Regions from separate parts of the Mus musculus genome. Here region 1 is linked to region 2. A link is a contact called in public Hi-C data. All regions are on one chromosome and are shown on one strand. The core of a region is the stretch at or near the end of the contact, and the rest is flanking DNA. Distances in the headings are between cores, read along the strand shown. Region 1 overlaps Bace2 (beta-site APP-cleaving enzyme 2). Region 2 has its middle 44 kb from the start of Bace2.

The links. A called contact is a pair of places that touch in the nucleus more often than the background predicts.
Region 1: a Hi-C map of the N1E-115 cell line shows a contact between it and region 2, with 5 times the contacts expected there. The contact joins two enhancer-like sites. A contact is called at or near these places in 4 of 484 Hi-C or Micro-C datasets (the N1E-115 cell line, cerebral cortex, embryonic stem cells and 1 more), 2 of 115 datasets of contacts at active chromatin or transcription factors (CD8 T cells and the HPC-7 cell line) and 2 of 9 other capture datasets (adipose tissue and liver).

The regions. Positions count from the first base shown.
Region 1 is chr16:97,389,342-97,392,819 of GRCm38.p6, reverse strand. The region is part of intron 1 of Bace2 (beta-site APP-cleaving enzyme 2); the gene reads right to left. Among named protein-coding and RNA genes, the nearest start is that of Bace2, 34 kb to the right of the region's middle. Within about 2 kb of position 1,344, at least 12 of the 459 cell types and tissues checked have an H3K27ac peak or open chromatin away from gene starts, as enhancers often do. A contact at or near this core is called in the N1E-115 cell line, where this site is marked.
Region 2 is chr16:97,310,763-97,314,437 of GRCm38.p6, reverse strand. No RefSeq gene overlaps it. Among named protein-coding and RNA genes, the nearest start is that of Bace2, 44 kb to the left of the region's middle. Within about 2 kb of position 1,382, at least 22 of the 459 cell types and tissues checked have an H3K27ac peak or open chromatin away from gene starts, as enhancers often do. A contact at or near this core is called in the N1E-115 cell line, where this site is marked.

The DNA of each region.
Region 1 (3,478 bases), core at 95-2,594, 78 kb before region 2:
GCTTAAGAAACATTCCACTGTAGCCCTGCCTGTCTATCACAGGTATCCCTTCTCCTATCCTTTCACGGTAAGGACTCTATTCCCAAGGGCCTGGCCTATTGTTAGTACACGGAAGTCTAATTTTTCCAGGTGACAGCCCCAGTATAGGGTACTTTCCCTAACACAGGCCCACATGAGGGACAGGGGAAGCAAGCAGGAGATTGATTCAAACTTCACCTTTCATTCCATTAGGGCATAAAGGTTTGGGACTCTGGCCCCATTTCATGTATTGAGACTTAGTCTTGGTGTCTTAGCATTTAGGAGCAGGGCCTTCAGTAGGTGAGTGAGTGGTTAGCTGGGTGGATAAGTAGCTAGGCTTGTGAGTGGTGTTCCTAAGAGGGAAGCTCACAAATGGGAGTAGTGTTGTTATAAAGCACTCAGAGTATCTCTCCTTCTGTTGTCTCAAGGTGATGCTTCTACAACCAGGAACCAGACACCCAAGAAATGGCTGTATGCTGCAAAGAAGCACCCAGCCTGGGTGTTTGTTATTGTAACCTCCAATGAGAACTAATGTCCCTTAATCAGGAGACCAGACTGGAAAGATTAAGAATGGTTATGAGCACCATGTGAGGAGTCACAGGCTTGCCTCCTGCTGCAAACCAGCGTGTGTCTTCCTGCCTGCACCCCTCCTAATCTTCAGTGATGCATTGGGCAATAATCCCGCAGAGAGCCATTTGCTAATTGCTGCAATAAGGTAAAATGTGGCAGTAAAGGGAAAAAACTGGGTGATTCATCCAATTAGTGATGAGCCTGAGATTTCTCAGATACCACTGTCTCTTTCCCAGCAGGTTAATAGATACCAAAAGCAGCAGATAATTTAAATAATGGCTCATTTAACTCAACGGTTCCTAATTGTATTACTAGCCCATCTGCTGGAGTCTGCCAGCCAGCCCAGGCAACAGTACCCACCATGACCTTCCTGCCCCACTGCAGGGCTGTTTGCCTACACTCATTTATCAGGGTGATTGCAGGAGCTGATTTCCTTAGTCAGGTTCTTCCAAGGTGCCCATTCTAGCAATGAGTCTCCTACACTTAAACACATATTAATAAAGCAAAAAAAAAAAAAAAAACTGCCAAATGCCGTTTTGCTACAACCCCAAAGTATTATTATTTTTAACCAAGAAGGGATAAAAGATAATTTTCTAAGAGTGTCACCTAACATAAACCAGATGTTGCTGAACTCTGCTGAGGCAGATTGGTTACACAATTTATTCTGGCTATGTCACACATGATTGGGTGTGCAAGTGATTCCCTCTTGGGGCACCGGGTCCCTACTAGGAAGACTCATGCTGAAGGAAATGCAGGTCCTCAGCTGCTACTAACTGTGATGTAAGTTGGGGCTCAGCTGCAGCATTTTTATCTGGGTCCTGCTTTCCTGAGGAATGTCTGGCATCAGCACGTGATGGCTGGCTAAAAACTCTGGAGCAGAGAACAGCACTCAGGATGCAGAAGGCATTTGCTCTCAGGACCTAAGAAGTCACTCAAATCTTGAGTTCCAAACCCCAGTCCTGGACATGGAGCTACTGCTAGCCTTAAAAAGGTGAGGAAATCCACACATCCTCTTGCTGGTGGTCAGGAAACTATGAGATTGGGGAAACTTTAGGAACAATTCATCCTGGGTATATGGAGTACAAAAGACAGATTTCTAGGAGAGAGTCTACACCAACCCTATAATCGATGCCCAGGAATGAGTCTGCTTTACAGAATCCACTGACTAACAGACTCACATTCATTTTCCAGCTCTGGACTCACAATGTATCCTGCAAGTGTACTCTAAAAGAAATCATTTGGGGGCTATTAGGCATCGATTTGAATCCTAGCTTAGCCTGATACTGGCTGTATAGTCTTTATGGTCTATACACACTCTCTAAGTCGTGGTCCTTAAGAATCACGTGAGTGTCTACAGAAGTGCCTTGCTGAACTTTCACATCTTGAAGACACTAAATGATTGTGTGAGGAATTCTTACAGAACTGACCTCACTACCAAAAATGACTGTATCAGGGTATCTACCACACCTCCTCCTCCCTGCTGTGAGGCTGAAGCAGGCAAGAAGTCCTCAGCTGGCTGTGACTGGTGGCCTCAGCCATTTTCCCATGAGACTCAGTCTGGTCCTGTGATAGGCAGTAGTGGGATGGGTGCCTTAGAACCTCCAGGAGTGACCTGTGTTGGGGGGAGCATTTGTCCATGGCTGGACGACAACTGAGCTCCTTCTAGAACATCATCCAACCACTAGGAATACTGTGGTCACAATGCCTGCTCTTCCTTCCCCATGCTGGCCAAAGCCCCCATCACCCAAATTTCCTGCTAATCTAGCTCTTCTCTCTCTTAGTCAACACCTCTGTTGAGCCCATGTGTCTCCTCTATTGTAATTCCAGCATTTCTGTGAGAGTATCTCTTGTCTCCTTCCTTCTCCCCACCCAATATCAAGTGGCATCTTACTATCCTGAGCCCTGGACATAGCAAGTATTCCATAGTACTTATTTAAAAAATCAGAGGATAGATGAATGGAAGAGAGGATGGATGAGTGAATGGGGGTGGAACCCACTGTTTTAATGGTAGATGGCTAGGGGGTTATGTATGGTAGGGTGGTATGGCCATGTCTTCCCAACCTATCACTGTATTTCTTACGGGTCCCAGCCTTCAGCATACACACCAGGTCAATTCTTCTTGGAAAAATGAGGAATCATGAATGGCTGTGGCATTTCTTCTGAGTGATAAAACTGTTCTAAACCTGACTTGGTGGCCATACAGTTGTGTGTACACACTAAACACCCTGGAGCATACATCTAAATGGATATGTTAGATACTATATAAATTTCATCTCAAATTGGTTTTAAAAATATAAAAACAAATTAAAAACACAAAATTATAAATACTCATCTGTAACGGCTTGTATATGAATGCTAATTATGTTCCCTCCAAAACTGCTTACAAGTGTCTCCCCATAGCTTCTGGGAACCTGCCCCCACTTGGTTCTGATTGATAAACAAAGATGCCAGTAACCAATAGCTAGGGAGGACAGACAGAGGCAGGATTTTAGGATTTCCCAGGCTTGAGACCAGGAGCAGAGGAGGAGAGGAGACATGCTATGTCTGAGGAGAGTGCAGGACAGAGAGACATGGCTGACATGTGAAGGAGCTGGGAGAGTGCGGCCCAGAGGACTGCCCAACTGGGTCTAGAGTAGTTAGAATTAGTAAGTAATGACTTGGGATTAACTGCATGCAGTTTAGGCAGTGGCCCAGCTATTGTGCTGTTGAAGGCATATTAAAATATAAAGTCTCTCTCTCTCTCTCTCTCTCTGTGTGTGTGTGTGTGTGTGTGTGTTTCATTCATGAACATAAACCATTGGAATGGGTAGTGAATCTGTTACCAGAATTTATTAATAATTATTTCTACACTCATCTTTACTGATGGACATTCAGGTCCCATGGGTAACTA
Region 2 (3,675 bases), core at 133-2,632:
CCCTTGCAGAAAAAAAAAATCTTGTGGAAGCTACAGTGTGTTATAGTGTGTCCCACATCACACCCTTTTTGTCCACATTTCTTTGTTTCCAAATGTTCATTGAATGACTTGTTGGTCTGGTTCAAGGCCTCTGGCTTCTGCCACTCTACTGATACTAGAAGCTCGCTGGGACTCCTCTCAGATAGTCTGCTGTTGTCCTGTGTCATGGAGATACAGGAGTTTAGGCCCCTTCATGAACTCCAGCAGTTCATCAAGGGGTAGATGTTGGGGTGGACCAATTCAAAGTCTTAGATTTGGGCCTGAGAGGTATCTGAGCTGGTCAGCTCACTGCCTCTCTCACTCTCACAACCTTGAGGCCATCTCTGCCACCAGGGTCAGCTCTACTCTGCTGTCCAGGTGAGGTGCAGGGCCTGCTCTTCTGAGTGTTGCAGCTGTGAGGGACATGGACAGTTCTTCCACTCTCATGACCGTGGGGCCAGCTCTCCTGCCTGCCATAGATGGCAAGGGACAAGGAAGGGAAGGGGAGAGGAGGGAGCTTGCTCTCCCAAGTGACTCAGCAGGTGATGGGAAGGGCCCGTTCTGCTCTCATGACCTGGTCAGGGTCAACTTTCCCACCTGCTGCCAGTTGTGAGGGCAAAATGGAGGGTGGGGATCTCTCTCTTGCCAATGTCATGACACAGCAGACAAGAGGCAGGGCCTGCTCTCCTGAAACCTCCACAACCAGGGCCAGCTTTACTGTGCTGCAGCAAATGAGGGCAGGGCTCTGATCTCTCCTGCTCTGGTGACCTCAGGGCCAGCTCCTAGCCTGCTGTAGGTGGCAAGGGGGAAAGGGGGACATCTCTCCCTCTCCCATGTCACCACATAGCAGACAAGAGGCTGGGCCAACTCTTCCACATTCATACTCTCCGGGGGATTGGCTCACCCACAATGTCAGATCTGCTCTCCTAAGTACTGCAGCTGGATAGGGGCGGAGTTTTCTCTCCTGCTAACATCTCCCCAGGGCCAGCTCTCCCACAATGTCCAGGCGAGGGTACGCCAGTTCTGCACAGCCCTCAGACATCAACATGTACCAGGAGAGTAGCCCTCGGGGGGCATCCACGTGGCCTTTTTGTAGTAACAGATCCCTACTTCTGCAGGGCCACAGACTCAGACGTGGCCCCTGGTGGCAGCAAAAGACAGGACCCCATCATGGACCTAGGAGGCATCCCTGGCTACTCACATCAGGCTTTCTTCACGACTCTTTGAGTCTCTAGTTCTGCCTCTTTTCATTGTGTCCCCCCACCCAACCCCCTACCTCTCTTCACCCCCACCCCACATTCTTCTGTCTCTCCAGCAGGCAGCTTCCTGGCAGAGACCGAGTATTCCTTCATGGCCATCTAGTGCCCTCTACTGGGGAAGCTTCGCATTGCATCCTCTGAAAAGGAAGCTCATTGCTGAACCAAAATCTATGTCCAGTATGGCCAGAAGAAAAAAGATTGTTAGTCTATCTCCAAGTGCTTGTTGTGCTTGGCGGTCAGTGAGTATGCATAATCAGAGCTGAATGCCCACAGTTCCCTCCTCCGTGTCCCTGTGCTTTCCAGGAAGGAACACTAACCAGTCACTCTTCCTCCTCTGTCACCTGTTTTCCACCTTGTGTGAGAACCCCAGTCTTGAAGCCAATGAGTCGGTCCTTTGGTTCCACCCTTGGATGTCCCCAAGTGCCTGTCCCCAAGAAAAGCCTGTGATTGCAAAGTCTCTCTTCTCTTCCCTCCCTACACTCCCATGGAATCTCTTTTAATAAGTGTTCACTTCTCAAGCAGCTGCTACAGAGAAGGCTGAAGCCAATGTCCTGCTCAGTATTAACCAGTGGGAGGTGGTACAAGGTGCCACTTAAGGAAGGAGTGCTTATAAAAGGGAATCTCGTGGTGTTAACTGTGACATCAACTGCTAGAAGCTGGAAGAGGGGATCTGTGAGGAAGAATGGGTGACTTCTAGTCCACTGGTGGCTAGGTTAGTTGAAAGCAAACAGCAGTTGCTTTCCTACACCCCCCCCCCCGTGTGTGTGTGTGTGTGTGTGTGTGTGTGTGTGTGTGTGTGTAGAGAGAGAGAGAGAGAGAGATTCACAGAGCACTTACATGTTGATGGCACAAAAACCAAATCTGATTCATGCAGCAGACAATTATTCAGCTATAAAAAGACCGTCCCAGTACATACTCCAACATTGCATGCATGAAAAACAGTGCATGTTACCACTTACACATAGACCATAGGTTAGAGGGTTAACAGACAGAAGGTAGAATGGTAGTGGTGACTGAATGAAAAGCGAGGCCTTGGCTGCTCCACAGTGTGGTTGGGGAGAAGATTTACTGTAGACATGAGAGAGAACATAGCCAGAGGCATCTGGAAAGGTCCTGGCTGAACAGGGCCAGTAGACTGAACCAGGCCATGGGAGAAGGGGATGGGAGAGCAAGAGAGGAAATGAGAAAGAGGAGAGGAGAGGGGAGGGAAGGGGAGGGGAGGGGAGGGGAGGGGAGGTGGGCAGGAGGGATCTCAGGACTGAGAGCATGAGAGAGACCAAAAGGCTGCATAGCCAAAATGGCTGAAGTTGTATAGGAATCAGAGACACTGCAGGGAGGAATGAAGCTCAGGAGCTGGAGGAGACAGGCTCAAGGCAAGGTGAGAAGTGCCTAGAGGAGCCAGGACTCTGCAACAAGGACTGGTGGTGCCAGGAGAGACTAGTCACCAGCCTCCACTTTGATATGTTAAATAGGTGCAGCTCAGCCTCTGTCCCTGTTTCTTTGAGACCTCACAAAGATGGTGTCCCCTGAGGCAAGCAGTCAATGTCTGGTAGAGACAGAGTGTCTGCTGGAGAAAATGGAAAATTCTAAGGTGGATGCTGGAGGTAGTTTATACAGTGTCAATGTGACACTAACTTCAGCCTAAAAGTTGTCAGGACATATAATTTAATGTTCTTGGAATAAAATCAACCTGGGAAGGTCATGTGCTGAGGTTACAATTTGTATGTGAGCTTCCTTAGTGCCTCTGCCTGCGGGACAGTTGGACAGGGTCTGAGGAACCGCCTGCGGAGAGAATGAGGGGTGAGGAACACAAGGACGGACAGCAAGTCTGATTGATCAAGCTGTCAAATTTTTATTTTTCCCAGGCAGGTTTTATGCCCACAGAAGCAGGGTATGGGGAGGGAGATGACGCAGAATCGCTCTTTGTTTCTGGGAGAACTCACCTGTTCCCAAAAGCAGGATATTGGCTAGGTAAAAAGTTCAGCAGGAGGAACAGAACAGAATGGGTTGCTAGGTACCTGTGCATAAGATCTATAGCTATTTGTTCTTAACTGAGGGTAGTATTTTCCCACGGAGGCCTCAACTTTCCCCACAAAAATCTCAACTAAGCTAATACTTTTCCACTAAGGCCAAAACTTTATAAGTAAGCACTTATGGCTGACAACGCAGTTAACATTCAAACAGGGTCAGTGGCTCCCAACACCTTAGGAAGAAGAACAACAGGGGAGGGGGGCATCTCACATGTTTATTTCCCAGCCTGAAGGTTAGCTGTTTGTTTTTTTGTTATCTTGTTTTGTTTATTTCTTTTCAATTTTACATAAACAACTACGGTTATTTAGAAAGGGAAACCTCAAAAATGCCTCCATAAGTTTTGTCTGTAGGCAAGGGTATGGGACAT